Regions from separate parts of the Mus musculus genome. Here regions 1 and 2 are each linked to region 3. A link is a contact called in public ChIA-PET and Hi-C data. All regions are on one chromosome and are shown on one strand. The core of a region is the stretch at or near the end of the contact, and the rest is flanking DNA. Distances in the headings are between cores, read along the strand shown.

The links. Hi-C and Micro-C count contacts between places; a contact is called where the count stands out from the background. ChIA-PET counts read pairs in DNA pulled down with a chosen protein or histone mark.
Region 1: a Hi-C map of group 2 innate lymphoid cells shows a contact between it and region 3, with 3 times the contacts expected there. The contact joins two enhancer-like sites. A contact is called at or near these places in 2 of 15 datasets of contacts at CTCF or cohesin (large pre-B cells and pro-B cells), 17 of 484 Hi-C or Micro-C datasets (the 63-12 cell line, CD4 T cells, CD8 T cells and 9 more), 4 of 115 datasets of contacts at active chromatin or transcription factors (CD8 T cells, T-cell acute lymphoblastic leukemia, large pre-B cells and 1 more) and 1 of 9 other capture datasets (embryonic stem cells).
Region 2: a contact with region 3 is called in an RNA polymerase II ChIA-PET map of memory CD8 T cells, with 500 read pairs. The contact joins two enhancer-like sites. A contact is called at or near these places in 1 of 15 datasets of contacts at CTCF or cohesin (CD8 T cells), 3 of 115 datasets of contacts at active chromatin or transcription factors (CD4 T cells, embryonic stem cells and memory CD8 T cells) and 1 of 9 other capture datasets (embryonic stem cells).

The regions. Positions count from the first base shown.
Region 1 is chr10:19,288,192-19,292,787 of GRCm38.p6, forward strand. No RefSeq gene overlaps it. Among named protein-coding and RNA genes, the nearest start is that of Gm40607, 47 kb to the left of the region's middle. Within about 2 kb of position 3,045, at least 14 of the 459 cell types and tissues checked have an H3K27ac peak or open chromatin away from gene starts, as enhancers often do.
Region 2 is chr10:19,331,876-19,336,303 of GRCm38.p6, forward strand. No RefSeq gene overlaps it. Among named protein-coding and RNA genes, the nearest start is that of Olig3, 22 kb to the right of the region's middle. Within about 2 kb of position 1,711, at least 17 of the 459 cell types and tissues checked have an H3K27ac peak or open chromatin away from gene starts, as enhancers often do. A contact at or near this core is called in CD8 T cells and memory CD8 T cells, where this site is marked.
Region 3 is chr10:19,490,309-19,494,753 of GRCm38.p6, forward strand. It overlaps Gm33104 (predicted gene, 33104), which reads left to right. Exons shown (of 4, transcript NR_152784.1): 2 at 647-709. Among named protein-coding and RNA genes, the nearest start is that of Gm33104, 5.8 kb to the left of the region's middle. Within about 2 kb of position 1,598, at least 26 of the 459 cell types and tissues checked have an H3K27ac peak or open chromatin away from gene starts, as enhancers often do. A contact at or near this core is called in CD8 T cells and memory CD8 T cells, where this site is marked.

The sequences.
Region 1 (4,596 bases), core at 1,795-4,294, 200 kb before region 3:
TATTTCCCTTTCTTTCTGAATACCTTATCCAACTTGATGACTTTTTCATTCCCATTGCTGTTTTTCTTCGCCCATGGTGGGCTCTCTCTTTCAGATTCTGAATTGGTTTCTGAACGTCACTCGTTGGTTGGTTTGTGAATTCTTATGGGGACTCCAAGTTGTAGTGCTTTGCCTGATTTTGTGCTGTAATTTGCAAGACTGTTTTATCTACGGACCTTATTGATTAGAGTACTCTAGAGGGACCATCGGTACTTCTCAGAGGGAAAACAAATTGCTTTAACAGCAACTCTAGCAAAATTAACAACAAATAGAAATGCACTTCAAACTGACTTTGAAAATGCCCGCTACTATACCACCAATGATCACGGAACTGAAAATTGCAAGAACAATGTAGACTTGTTATGAAGTTAAAAACTATTTTTGACTAAGTGCAGAAATAAGTGAATGAAACATGAAAAAGGAAAGAAGAAAAACAAAAGAAATTTAAATTTAAAAAATGAAACACACACATCCTTTAAACAATTCAATGGCTGGGCCATTTCTTAACCTCCACATGGCTAACACACTCCCCGCCAATATTCCTGAGTTATTACTTACTAAAATCTATATTCTATCTTTGTTGCCCTAGACCAGTTGCAGGGTGGGAGGAGGCTGCTCTTCCCTGGCTCGTACATGTCCGCTGTCTCTCTGTCCCGTACCTCAGGCATGGTGTCTCCTCTCCTTCCCCAGCATGGCAGCTATCTCTCTTCCTGCCCTTTCTCTGTCCTTTGCCCAGGAATTCTAAAGTCCCGCCTCTGTTCCCTGCCCCGCCATTGGCTGCGGGCAACTTTATTTACCAATCAAAACTAACTGAGGGAGCAGCGTCCCTCAAGTGTCTTAAGTGCAGGCATGCGGATTCTCATGCAATTTGGAGAGACAAATTAACATAATACAAGCAGCATTATACCAAATCTACAATAGTTGGCTCCAGAGGTTTATCTGCCCCCTGACCTTAGAGTCTAGGCTAGCCGCCTCCAAAGCTATTCAGGTAGTACCACTAGTTACACTGTGTGTTGTGTCCCTCTGAACACTTCATAGGATGGGCAAGAATTCTATTATTACCCACACTTTGGGGTTGGCACATGTATTGGCTAGTTTTGTGACAACTTGACACTGCTGGAGTTGTCACAGAGAAAGCTTCAGTTGAGGAAATGCCTTCATGAGATCCAACTGTAAGGCATTTTCTCAATTACTGATCAAGGGTGAAAGGCCCCTTGTGGGTGGGACCATCTCTGGGCTGGTAGTCTTGGTTTTATAAGAGAGCAGGCTAAGCAAGCCAGGGAAACAAGCCAGTAAAGAACATCTCTCCATGGCCTCTGCTCAGCTTCTGCTTCCTGACCTGCTTGAATTCCAGTCCTGACTTCCTTGGTGATGAACAGCAGTATGGAAGTGTAAGCCAAATAAACCCTTTCCTCCCCAACTTGCTTCTTAGTCACGATGTTTGTGCAGGAATAGAAACCCTGACTAAGATAAATTGGTACCAGCATAGTGGGGTATTCCTGTGACAACTTGACCATGTTTTGGGAAGGACTGTGGAAGGACTTTGGGCCAGAAGATCCATTCAGTGTTAAGAACTCTGTCAGATGTTGTGTAGGAGCTTGGAAGATAACGTTGAGAACAGTGCAGAAAATGGAGGCCTGGCTTGTGAAATTTCAGAGGGAAAATTAAAGACTTTTTTCAGGGCCATTGCTAGTTTGATTGTGAAGATTCTGTGGTTCTGGTTAGCTGGGGCTGAAGAATCAGCTGTGATTAACAAGATACCAGAACTACTAAAGTGAAACCTTTGCATTACTGGGACTATTGATGCTGGTTAGCTGGAGCTAAGAAATTAGCGGTGATTAAGAAGAGACCAGCATCATTGAGGTGACATCTTCTGGGAAGTGTTTTCTGAAAGCACAAAGAGGCTGTGTTCCAGAGTTAGCCAAAGTCGTACCTCATGCTGCAGCAGGACTTGGTAATGTGTAAGAGTCACCCAGGTGGTACTGGTTTTGAAGGCATGAAGGGGTCATGCAGAGCAGCTCAGGCTCGGCACTGTGAGAGGCCATGGAAGGCCATTGGTGAAGGTGCAGCCTCAGTTGCAATTGATGGCCCAGGACTGAAGGGGTCATGCAGTGGTTAGGAGATTCAAGTATCATGAGATGACCACCAAGAACAGCAGAAGCAGTGGAGTACAGGCAGCTGGAGCCTAGAAGACAAGGTGTGTGCTACAAAGGACAGGGCTGGAGAAGTGACCCAAGCCCTTGGAGGAGTCCAGAAGATCGTGAGTGGATCCCAGACATTGGACAGTTTGAGTTTGATTTCACTTTTGATTGTGACTGTGCCCTGATGTTTTTCCCTCTTGAAGGAAGTATTTGAGTGGAGCCTGCAGTTGAGAGACTTTTAATTGTAAAAAGACTTTGGATTTTAAAAGATAATGGATATTCTAAAAGCATTGAGCTTTTAATAAGTAAAGACTGTGGTACTTTTAAAGTTATTTAAGATCTTGGGGATGAATAAGAACTAAGGGTTGAGGCTTACTAGTGATGTATTTGTGTGTCAAGTTGACAAGGGGTCAATTGTACTGGCTAGTTTTGTGTCAACTTGACACAGCTGGAGTTATCACAGAGAAAGGAGCTTCAGTTGGAGAGATGCCTCCATGAGATCCAACTGTAAGGCATTTTCTCAATTAGTGAGCAAGGGGGAAAGGCCCCTTGTGGGTGGGACCATCTCTGGGCTGGTAGTCTTGGTTCTATAAGAGAGTAGGCTGAGCAAGCCAGGAGAAGCAAGCCAGTAAGGAACATCCCTCCATGGCCTCTGCATCAGCTCCTGCTTCCTCACCTGCTTGAGTTCCAGTCCTGACTTCCTTGGTGATGAACAGCAGTATGGAAGTGTAAGCCGAATAAACCCTTTCCTCCCCATCTTGCTTCTTGGTCATGCTGTTTGTGCAGGAATAGAAACCCTGACTATGACAGCACATCAGCATCTGGCATTCTCAGTTTCTCCACTTCCTACTTGCGGCTTCTGTCCCCTGAGGCAGCGTCAGATTGACTAAGTGTTCCTTGTTCCACCTTGCCCCTTCTTTCTTAGGCTCCTATTAAAATACTTTTTTTTTCTTTTTCTTTTTTTTTATTTATCCACAGGTGCTGACTTCATTGTCTTACCAAACTCACAACTGGGTTAGAGGCTTGTTAGAGCTGTGTGCTGGTCCTGTGTACATGACCAGCTCTCACCACCCGCAGGCCTGGCTTGCCTTTTGAGTAAGCCTTCTATTTTCCTTTCCAGTGCTGGGGAGAGTTTGGCTGGAGCTGCTGCGTTTGGTCTCTTTGTTTCATTGTTATGTTCTATTTCTCCACCTTCAGCTATCCTACCCGCGCTGTTTGTGAGTTAAGAAGCTTTCCCTCTTTTTCTGTCTCTGCGGAGTCTGTTCTGTGTCACCTGCACTCCTCTTCTTCATTGCATCACACAGAGACAGTGTCTAACCCACCCTCTCACACAAGAAAATAGGAAGTGGTTTTTATTAACTTCCAAAGTAGATATGAAACTATCAATTAAACGATGGTTTATTGTGGAACTAAGTGATGGGGTAAAAGTAAGTCAACAAGCCAGAGAGGTTGTTCTATGTTGGGTTTTTTGTTTTGCTTTTTGCATTTTTTAAAAATCTGAATATGGTGATATTCAGGAGTGGGCCTGAGTCCCTTGCAAAATGCATGTTTTCCCAACTTCCACTTTAGGGAAGAGTAGAACTTAGCTGAAAATTAGTGGTGGCTGGGACATGCCATACTACACAGAGAAGCACCCAGTGCAAGCCTCTAGGCTGTTTCCCTGGAGAAAGATGATTAGGGTCATTTTAACCTATTCGTACCATTATGTAAAGAGACAGTTCTGCCTACATTAAAACTATAAAATGCATTTTGGGAGTTGTTATTGTGAAACACCATAGTAGAAGAATTGATTCTAAAGGTATGCTATTTGACAACTTTGTACAAATTTTAACCGAATATTATAAAGTTACATTATATTTATTAGTTAAAAAGAAAATCTGGTGTTTAAATATTCCCTTTAAAATAGCTATCAGCTTTCTAGACAATTAGCTGCCTAACAGCTGTTTCCAAAAATACACTAACAGGAAGTAATAGTTCCATGGAATTAAGGACTTAGCAACTGCTTCTAATGATCCTGTTACACCCAAGGAGCAAGGAGAGTGTTGAGAACACTTAAATTAGGGGAAAATGGGCATCATTTTAAAAGTTCAAAGCTCTGATCAGTCTTGAAAACATGGATAAGAACTGATTAAGAGACTTAGGACAGAAAAAGATGTCTGAAATGATTAAGACTTCAGTTAACTTTGGAGATGTTTTGTCTCTTTAACTTCAATCCTGCTTGCCACTTAGCAAGTGTTTGCTGTTTTCATCAGCGGCCAGCCTTTCAGTTAGAGGAGTAAATGCATTTTCCCACAGACAGTATTGGGGTGTTACATGTTTGCATAACACGGGATAGACCGGATTCTCTTCATACACTGAACATTGAACTCTGATCAATGATTACATGGAGTTTTGTTTTGACTGTACACCTTAAGCA
Region 2 (4,428 bases), core at 461-2,960, 160 kb before region 3:
AACACAGAGAATACTACTATCTGGTCAAAGTGGTGAAAATAATGACTAATGGCCATTCAGCCTTAAACAGGGCATCTTTATCATCCCTGGCCTTGAGGCACAGGGAACTTCACAGATGAATGAGAAAAAGGATGTAAGAGCTGAAGAATGGGAATGAATGTCACAAAAACTGTCATGTAGACACAATATTACTGATGCAACCATGATCGCACAGCAGCTATACACACCAGCAGGAGATTGGTCCCTCCAACTCTCATCATGGAAAAAGGAGGCACCCAGAAGTCTCCATCACTTCCTGGGGAGGTAATGGATGTTAACAGCTGATGAAGGGCATGGTATCATTTTTTTTTTTCTACTTGTCTGGCCACTGGGGAGCTAAGTAGGAAGAAGGGGTCCAAAGGGAAAGGAGGAAGGACATTGAAGGATAACAAATGGGGAAAATGAGTATTCTAGAAGAACAGAAGATTGTTGCTATTTGCTCTGAATCACTTACCTATCCTCTCATTCAGGTTTTTTTTTTTTTTTGATGGCTAGGGGTCAAGCCTGAGGGATTTGATCATGATAGGCAAGTGCTGTCCCGCTGACGTACACCCCAAGGCCTTGTATATTTTTTCATAGGGCTTGCCAAAGCTTTTGAGGGTCAATGTTCCACTGACTATGGAATACAAGTTTAGTATAACTTTTATTTGTGCCAGTGTGGGCAGTTGTTTTAAAATTCCTGAACCAATTAACTTGTTTAGGTTTCCCAAGGTCACAGTTTCTTCATCTGAAGCTGAACTGATAAAATATAGTTCCTATTATTATAAATACAGTGTGTTTTGGCACTGCACAAATTACTGTGGTAGCAATATGGCTACATTAAAAATCTACCTAAAAGCTCACTACAAAAACCTCTTCATTCCACAGAGAACTTCCACAAGGCCAGTTCCACAAGACTCGCTCTTTGGAACTGTTTGTGCCTAGTGGACAGTCAATGAGTTGCTACCAAAATTCTACTGTATGAAAGCCTGAATTGCATCATAAGTAGCCCTGCCTGGTGATGCACAGCTGTAAAGTCAGCACTTGGGGAGTGGAGATCAAGAGTTCAAGGTAAGTTTGGGATACATGAGACCCAAGAAGAAATGAAGGGAGGAAAGGATGGGGGTAGAGAGAGAAAAAAAAAAGGTAGGGGATGAAGGAAGGAAGGGAGGGTGGGAGGCAGGGAAAGAGGGAGGGAGAAAAAGAAGAAGGGAGAAAAAAGAAAGGAAGGGATAAAGGAATAAGAAAGAAGGGAGTGAGGGAGAAAGGGAAGGAGGGGGAAAACACTCAAAATAAACTATACTAGTACATAAAACATAAAAGAAATTACTTTAGGGATAAAATATCTTTTTTCTCTTTTTCTGTCAGTTGAAAGTGTGATCACAATTTACTAGTCTGCTTTGAAATAAGTTACTCTACTGGCTACTAGATTCATTCATTTCATTTCAGAATAACTGTGATTGTTTTTCGTCTTATGTGTTAATTATAAAACTATGAGAAAATAGTCGACAATCTTATGTACTTGGTGAAGAGAAACTGTCCCTTGTTGTTTTGAAAAATAATTTTGGGGTGTGGGGACACTTAAAAATCTCAGATTTCAGGCTCTTCCAAACTCATAGATAATTGGCCTTGCCAAATGATCTCAGGAGAATTGGCCTTGAGACATATTTGAATCATGAGGCATTCTCGCAATTCACCACACTTTACCCACTTCCTGTGCTCATAACAAGCCAGAGAGGCTGCCATCTGTGGCACACAAATAAAGACAAGAAGGAAAGTTTAAACATACACACACACACACACACACACACACACACACACACACACACACACACACACTTTCCCTTACCTCCAATGCAGTCAGAAGAGGTTGTGTTTGTAAAGAGGATTATCACCTGCTGGATCCTCTTCCACTGTGAGGCTAAGCCCCTCAAGGTCATCCAACTATGGCAGGTGTTGGCCATACTATCTGACCCTGCCAGAGCTGAAATCTTACCAGGATATCTCAGAATAATTTTCTAGTGCAAAGGTATTGAGGGGGATCCCAGAAGTGTCACATTCCCCTTATCTTTCTAAGGAAGTGTCACATTCCCCTCATCTTTCTAAGGCAGGAAAATAGGGGCACAGAGAAAGGGCAAGTGGGGAGGGGTGCTGCTATGAGAAAATCTGAACAGCTCAGCCTTCATTCAACATGAATAATTAAGCAACCTCACCATTAAATAAACCTTATAGCCATTGGCTTCTCACCTTATTTAGATAACTAAGTTTATAGATCCTGGGGTCCTTGGTGCTAACTAAATGCAGCTGAACATGAATTCTGCAATTCATCTAGAAAGCAGGGGAAATCAGACTCTTTGCTCTGTCTTCAGATGGTCAATGATGTCAAAAGTGATTGCAGACCCACTTTGCAAAGTCCAAGAACAAGAAGAGGGGGCTTTGCCATCCTACTTTACCCACTAATGGTTTTACGCCTAGCACCATCATCCTTTTAAGTCATAAAACCTCATATCAAGCACTTTGAGTGTCTACCTTGCTGGATAATGTATTTTGCAAAGCGCTATACACAATGGTGGGGTTGGAAAATCCTTGTGCAAAATCAAGATGGCAATGCTTGTACATCTGCCTTCCCTGAGTCTACATCCAGCAGAATCTAAGTTGACATTCTCACAGAGGTGGCTGCATATCCATGTCTAATGCAACACTATTTATTGTAGGTACTATATAGAATCATCCTAGATGCCCATCAACAGATGAATGCATAAAGAAAATGTGGCTTCAAAGCAAAGCACAATTCATGTATATGAAAACATCACAATGAAACACATTGTGTCCTATGCAACCGGTAAGATGATACAAAGTTGAGAAGATGGCTGTGCTGATGGTCAGCGTTAGTTTTGTGTCATTTAGCAGTGATCTGGGTTGACGAGTGGTCATCTAAGCAGTTGATACATAGTCTAGTAAGTTTCAATACTTGCTTTTTCAGATCCCATGGTATCAGAGCTATAGCTTCAGTGTGGCAAAGCCAAAAAGAGCCACTCATAAGTAAGTGTGAATCATGTCCAAATAACAGCAAATCTAAAGTCCTAAAGTAAAATGCTTATTGGTATTTCTGAGAGGAACCCGGGATAACACTAACCAGGAGTGTTAAACCACACCAGTTTGTTGGTAAGGAAAAAAAATTCTCAGTTTTTTACATGGGGATCAATGTTCTCTATTCTAACAGGGTAGCAACAGAGTAGGACGTCTTTATCTTTGTGGGCCCATCTTCCTCCGTCCGTATACAAAGTGTAAATGTGAAGAACTGATGTCCATTGGCCTTTAATTCTGGTTCCTTCCCTAAGTGTCATCTTTTTCTTCCTTAAAGCAACTTGGTATCGGTAGCAATGAGCTGATTGCAGTTCACTGTTTGCTGAGGGGTCATGTTGCCAGCATCGTACATTATTAACAGTGTGCAGCCCACAGAATTTTTCTTCGTACATCCCCAAGGAACAAAGGCCAAGTTTGTAATATTAGAGCCACAAATTGGGATCTTATTTTGCTTCAAGATGCTTTGAAACATGTAATTATGAACATAACTCTGCCCGTGAACTTGTCCTCATTAACTTACTAATTAGCAGGATTTTGTTTGATCTTGGACTTCATTAGACATTATAGGAGGAAGGCTGCTTCAGTTTTAACACATCGGAATCAACAATTAAGTTGGTAATAAAAAAAAATAACAACTCAGTATTGCTCTCCTGCTTATTACATTTCCAAGGCTACACTGTATCTAATTGAGCAACATTTTACTTAGAAATATCCTAAAGTACCATTGTCACATTAATTTTAACATGAAAACAGAATAAAATTCTGTTAGTAAAAGGAAGTCATAGATTATCCATAGGGTAGATCCACATCTAGTCTTGGTGTTCATGCAACCATGACAGAGGTTGGAAAATGGAAGTGAATCTCAGAGAGCGCTCTCTGCCCCTTGCTCTCCAAGCAACCCTTCCACAGTTCAGAATTCCACTAGAAACTGTCACTCAGAATAAAGAAGTTCCCACCATGCTTTTCTTCTCTGCAATGCCTTGGGTCCAAACTCCTCTCCTTAATGAATAGGATTTGAAACCTCTCACTATTTCTGCCATTCATCCAAGTGTGAATTTAGCTCATTGTGAGACTAGCACTTTTATAATTTTATTTCATAATCCAATTTTTTTCTCATCATCTCATTTTGTGTCTTCAGTGCTGTTATGTGTTTCTGTGAAAAGATGTTCAAAGGTTCAATTTACCTCAACCAAGTGAGGTCTGTATCCAAAGCTACTGTATACATGGTCCTGAGTTACTCTCTTTCTAAGCTCCTTGCCACGAGGACCTCAGTTCTTCCTGACTGGAAAGCACGCTGCCTGCTAAAACATTCTCTTCTTTCCC
Region 3 (4,445 bases), core at 348-2,847:
TATATGGTTGACTCCAAAGTTCAAAATTGCTTTGTTAGATGTAAGCCTTTGTCCCTGGACGGACAGGCTTCTGTCTCTTAGGAAAGAAAATTAAGTTGTATTTTCTATGTGGTGGTTCCTGAATGCAGAATTTTAGATCCGCTTTAATAAAACACGTGGCTGTGTAAGATTTTATGTTAGTAACGGTGATGGAAAGAACATTGATTTATTATTATTATTATTATCATTATTATTATTATAGAAAATTTATGATCACAAATTCAGCATCTATCAAAGAGTTTGGCCACAGTGCACCAAAAAAGCCTCCACCTACTGGGCAATGTTACGACAGGGCAAGATAAAAGCAAAGCTGGTTCCCTTCTTCCCATCACAACAAAAAGGTCGATAAAGCACACACTTGATATCAAACAGAGCTTCCTGCTGGCTTCAGTTACCTGGGAGTCTGGAGCCTGTGGTTTGAGTAATGTTCTGTCCACAATGCCGGGCAGCAGAAGCATAGAGAGAATGTCGGGCTTCCAGCCGGCTGAGCGAGCGCCTAACAACTTCAGACTCATTCTTTATTCTCCATCAGAAACGATAGCAAATGTGTTAAAAGGAAAAAAAAAAGTATTCACCGATCTTCTGATGTTGCCTTTTTTGGTGCTAGGAATTGTGTAACAGAGGTGATCCAGACGAGGTGATCCGCCCTTGAGCTACCTTCCAGGGTCATGTAAGTTTGCAAAAGAACCGAAAAGGAAGAGTTTTGCATAGTTCCTCTTGAAAACAAATGGTTTTTGTTTGTTTGTTTTATGTTTGTTTGTTTGTTATTGTGGAAAATTCCTGAAGAAATAAGATAGAGGTTGCTGGGGTGGGCACTGCAGATGACCAGGTGAAAACAGGACCAAACAGAGTACACATGTGCAGCATAAGTGCAAACATTGTAACTTTTATCTCTTTGATCCTGAGAAATTTTGTCAAAGTAATGACGTTAATATTTTTAAACTCTATATTTTGGTATGCAATAGGACATTTATCCTAGAGTCCATAAGAATGATTTTTTTAAATATGAATGCTTATATCAGTACTAAAGAGGACTCTGCTTGAATCCTCAGGTACTTACCTCATTTTCAAGTGTATCAATTAAAAAGATTACATAATAGGTGCTCTGAGTGGACACATAATTTTCTCACCATTTCTAAACATTCCTACCAAAAGTATAACGTTTAGCTGCCACCCAAACGGTGGAAATGCATATGTACATCTGCGACTTACAAACTGTGTTTTGAGAAACGCTTGTGAGGGAATGCTGCAGCTGCTGATAGGTTGACCTTTAGATTAAAGGAAGGAGAAGACAAACAAAATTCTGGCATGACTGAAACAGAGTGGTAGAAGCCCCGGAGAAGGACCACCAGGGGGCAGCATCCTCAAGCGGTTGTGATGGGGTGAGGCGCCCCCCCCCCCCCCCGCAAGGTTGTTGGTTAGCTCCAGCTATTTAGAACCAGAACCGTTTTCTGATTTCCAAGTTAAAACCCCTAAGTACAAAAACATGTGTCCCCACCCCCAATGTGAAACGGACGAAATTCAAAAGCAAAAATAATACTTTATGCAGCTCAGCATGTACCCTACATCGTTCTGAGCGATGTACATGGATCAAGCAGCTGCCATGACAACCTTTGCAGTGTAAACACTGTTGCTAGTACATTAAAATCACGTGTGCATTTATATGATGCATTGTCTATGATTTTTAATTGAAATTTACAAATGAGGAAACCGGGACACAGAAGTTTATCACGTGCTCATGCCATACAAATACCAAATACCAAGTACCAGAGCTGAGATTCGGACCAAAAGCTCTGGCCCAGAGATCAGATCTGAGACTGAGCCAACAGACTGAGGCTCTCAAGGCAGTGTTTCCTTGTTGGCGCACTATCAAGTTCAGCTACCAGCGCAAGGTCCAACTTATGGCCTTGTCTGGAACACAGCTTCTGTGTGCTGAATCTCTTGAAAACACTTCCCCCGAAAGTTTTACCCCAACAATGCTGCTTTCTTCGTAATCGTGGCTAAATTCTCAGCTCTGGCCAACCAGCATTGAGTATCCAGCAAGGATTTTACTTTAGTAGTTCTGGTATCTTGTTCATCACAGATGGTTCTTCATCCCCAGCTAACCAAAACTACAGATCCTTCACACAAAATGTCCTGTAGAGTCTTTTCTTCCCGCTGACACTGCACAAGCTAGGCCTCCAGGTTTTTTTTTTTTTTTTACTGTTTGCAGCAAGCTCTTACAGAAGTGACTCAATGGCTTTTCTAGCCCCAAGTTTCACAGAACAGTTCATCCTCAAAAGCAGTGAGGACAGGAACTCAAACAGGGCAGGAGTTCATTCAGGGCAGGAGCTGATACAGAGCATGGAGGGGTGCGGCTTACTGGCTTGCTCCTCATGGCTTGCTCAGCCTGCTTTCTTGTAGGAGGCCAGGGATGGTGCCACCTACAGTGGCTGGGCCCGGCTCCATTGGTCACTAATTGAGAAAATGCCTTACAGCTGGATCTTAAGAGTCATTGTCTCAAGTGAGGCTCCCTCCTCTCTGATTCCTCTAGCTTGGGTCAAGTTGACATAAAACCAGCCAACATTTGGGTCTGACCTGCTTCAGGGATGTCTTAGTTACCTTTGTATTGTTGAAAAGGGATCATGACCAAATGTTTTCTCTTAGAAAAGAAGACATTTCACTGGGTGCTGGCTTACAGCTTCAGAGGATTGGTCTTTTGTCACCATGGCAGGGAGCATGGCAGCAGGCAGGCAAGCAGGCAGCTTTACATCCTGTTCCACGGGCATCAAGAAGACAGAGGGAGAGACACAGGGCCCAGTGTAGGCTTTTGCAGTCTCAAAGTCCACTCTCAGTAAGACAACACCTCCTAATCCCCCTAAGCCTTCTCGGTTTCATAACCTGGTGACTAAGAATTGAAATTTGGAAGCCCGCGAGAGCCATTTTCGTGTAAATCACCATAAGGAGAGATGGGTATCAAACATGAGAGGGGTCACCGTGCTTCTGCGGTTTTCTCAGATACCACAAGCTTGCACATCTCAGATCTCCAAGCTCCACATGGAGGGAGACCATGTTTGAGGATAGTATATCTATCTAAGGCAGTATAACATCTAAGACAGATATATCTAATATATGTATAATATATATCTAACATAGATAATATATGTATAATATCTAAGATAGGTATAACACCTAAGGCATCTGGGACTGAAATAAAAAATTTAGTAAGGGAGACTTGATTTTTGTGTTTTAGAAATGGAGAAAGGATGGATCCTATTTGAATGCTGAGCCAAAGTACACCTCTAGCAAGTGAGATTAGCCTTGGACATGTTTTTAAATAGTAGCATGAAAGATTAGAAACATGACCACCTTTAAGTTCACAGATGCTAGCGGGGAGGGAAAGCAAGCCTACATTTTGGAGTGTGTATTAGGAACAACATGTTTTGAAAAGTTAGCAAAGGCAAGTGAGGAGAGCAAGATGACACTAAAGAAAACTAGCATTCATCAAGACCATTACAGAGATGACAACTGCTTGCTGGTTAATGTTCATCTGGCTCAGACCAGCAGGTGCACATGTGTGGGTGCCAGAGGTCAACCTCCCACCATGACTCACTCTTGCTCCTGCATAGACCCCTATTATTGTCAATGAGAGAAACAGCTCGCCTCAACAAGATAAGAGATAGTTTATTCTAGAGCCAGTTATGAGTGACTATGGCTCAGGAACACAGATTTTACTTTCTCCAAATACCACGTTCCAACGAGGTAGCAATTTCGTGCTTTTCCAGAAATAGGGAACCCCAAATTAAGGTACTTTTTAAATGTATTAGTGCAAACATTTGATAAGCAGGTTACAACAAAGAGGTGGACTTTTTGGAATACCTTAGATGCTATCCAGTGATGCTACTAGCTTTTGGGTTGGTAGAAGCCAATAGTCTGTAAGTTCATTCATTCAAGGTTCTACCTTGAAGTCACAAGGACAGGAACAGAAAAAACAAAACAAAAAGAAGACAAAACAAAAAACAAAAAACAAAACAAACAGACAGGAACAGAAAAAAACAAAACAAAAAAAGACAAACAAACAAAAAAACAAAAAAACCCCACATCAGCGGGAGGTCTGAAGATGACTCAAGATAAAGTTTAATTAGGGTCTGAACCTGCAACACACTGCTGGATTCACAGTCTCCAAATTTCTAAAGTTAACCAGCCTCGCTGAAGGGTCAGTGAAAGGTGGTTTCCTTCACAGCAAGCAACAGGATGTGTTTGTTTAAACAGCTGAGACTTAGACTTACTTAATGCCAGGAATCTGCTCTGCGCTCACTCAGAGCATGGTGATAGTGGTGTGGTTTAGAGCCTGACCTTAAACTTAGAGATCTGGGAGTTTCGGAGAAACTGAAAACAGACACGTTAGTGACTAAAGAGAAAGGTGA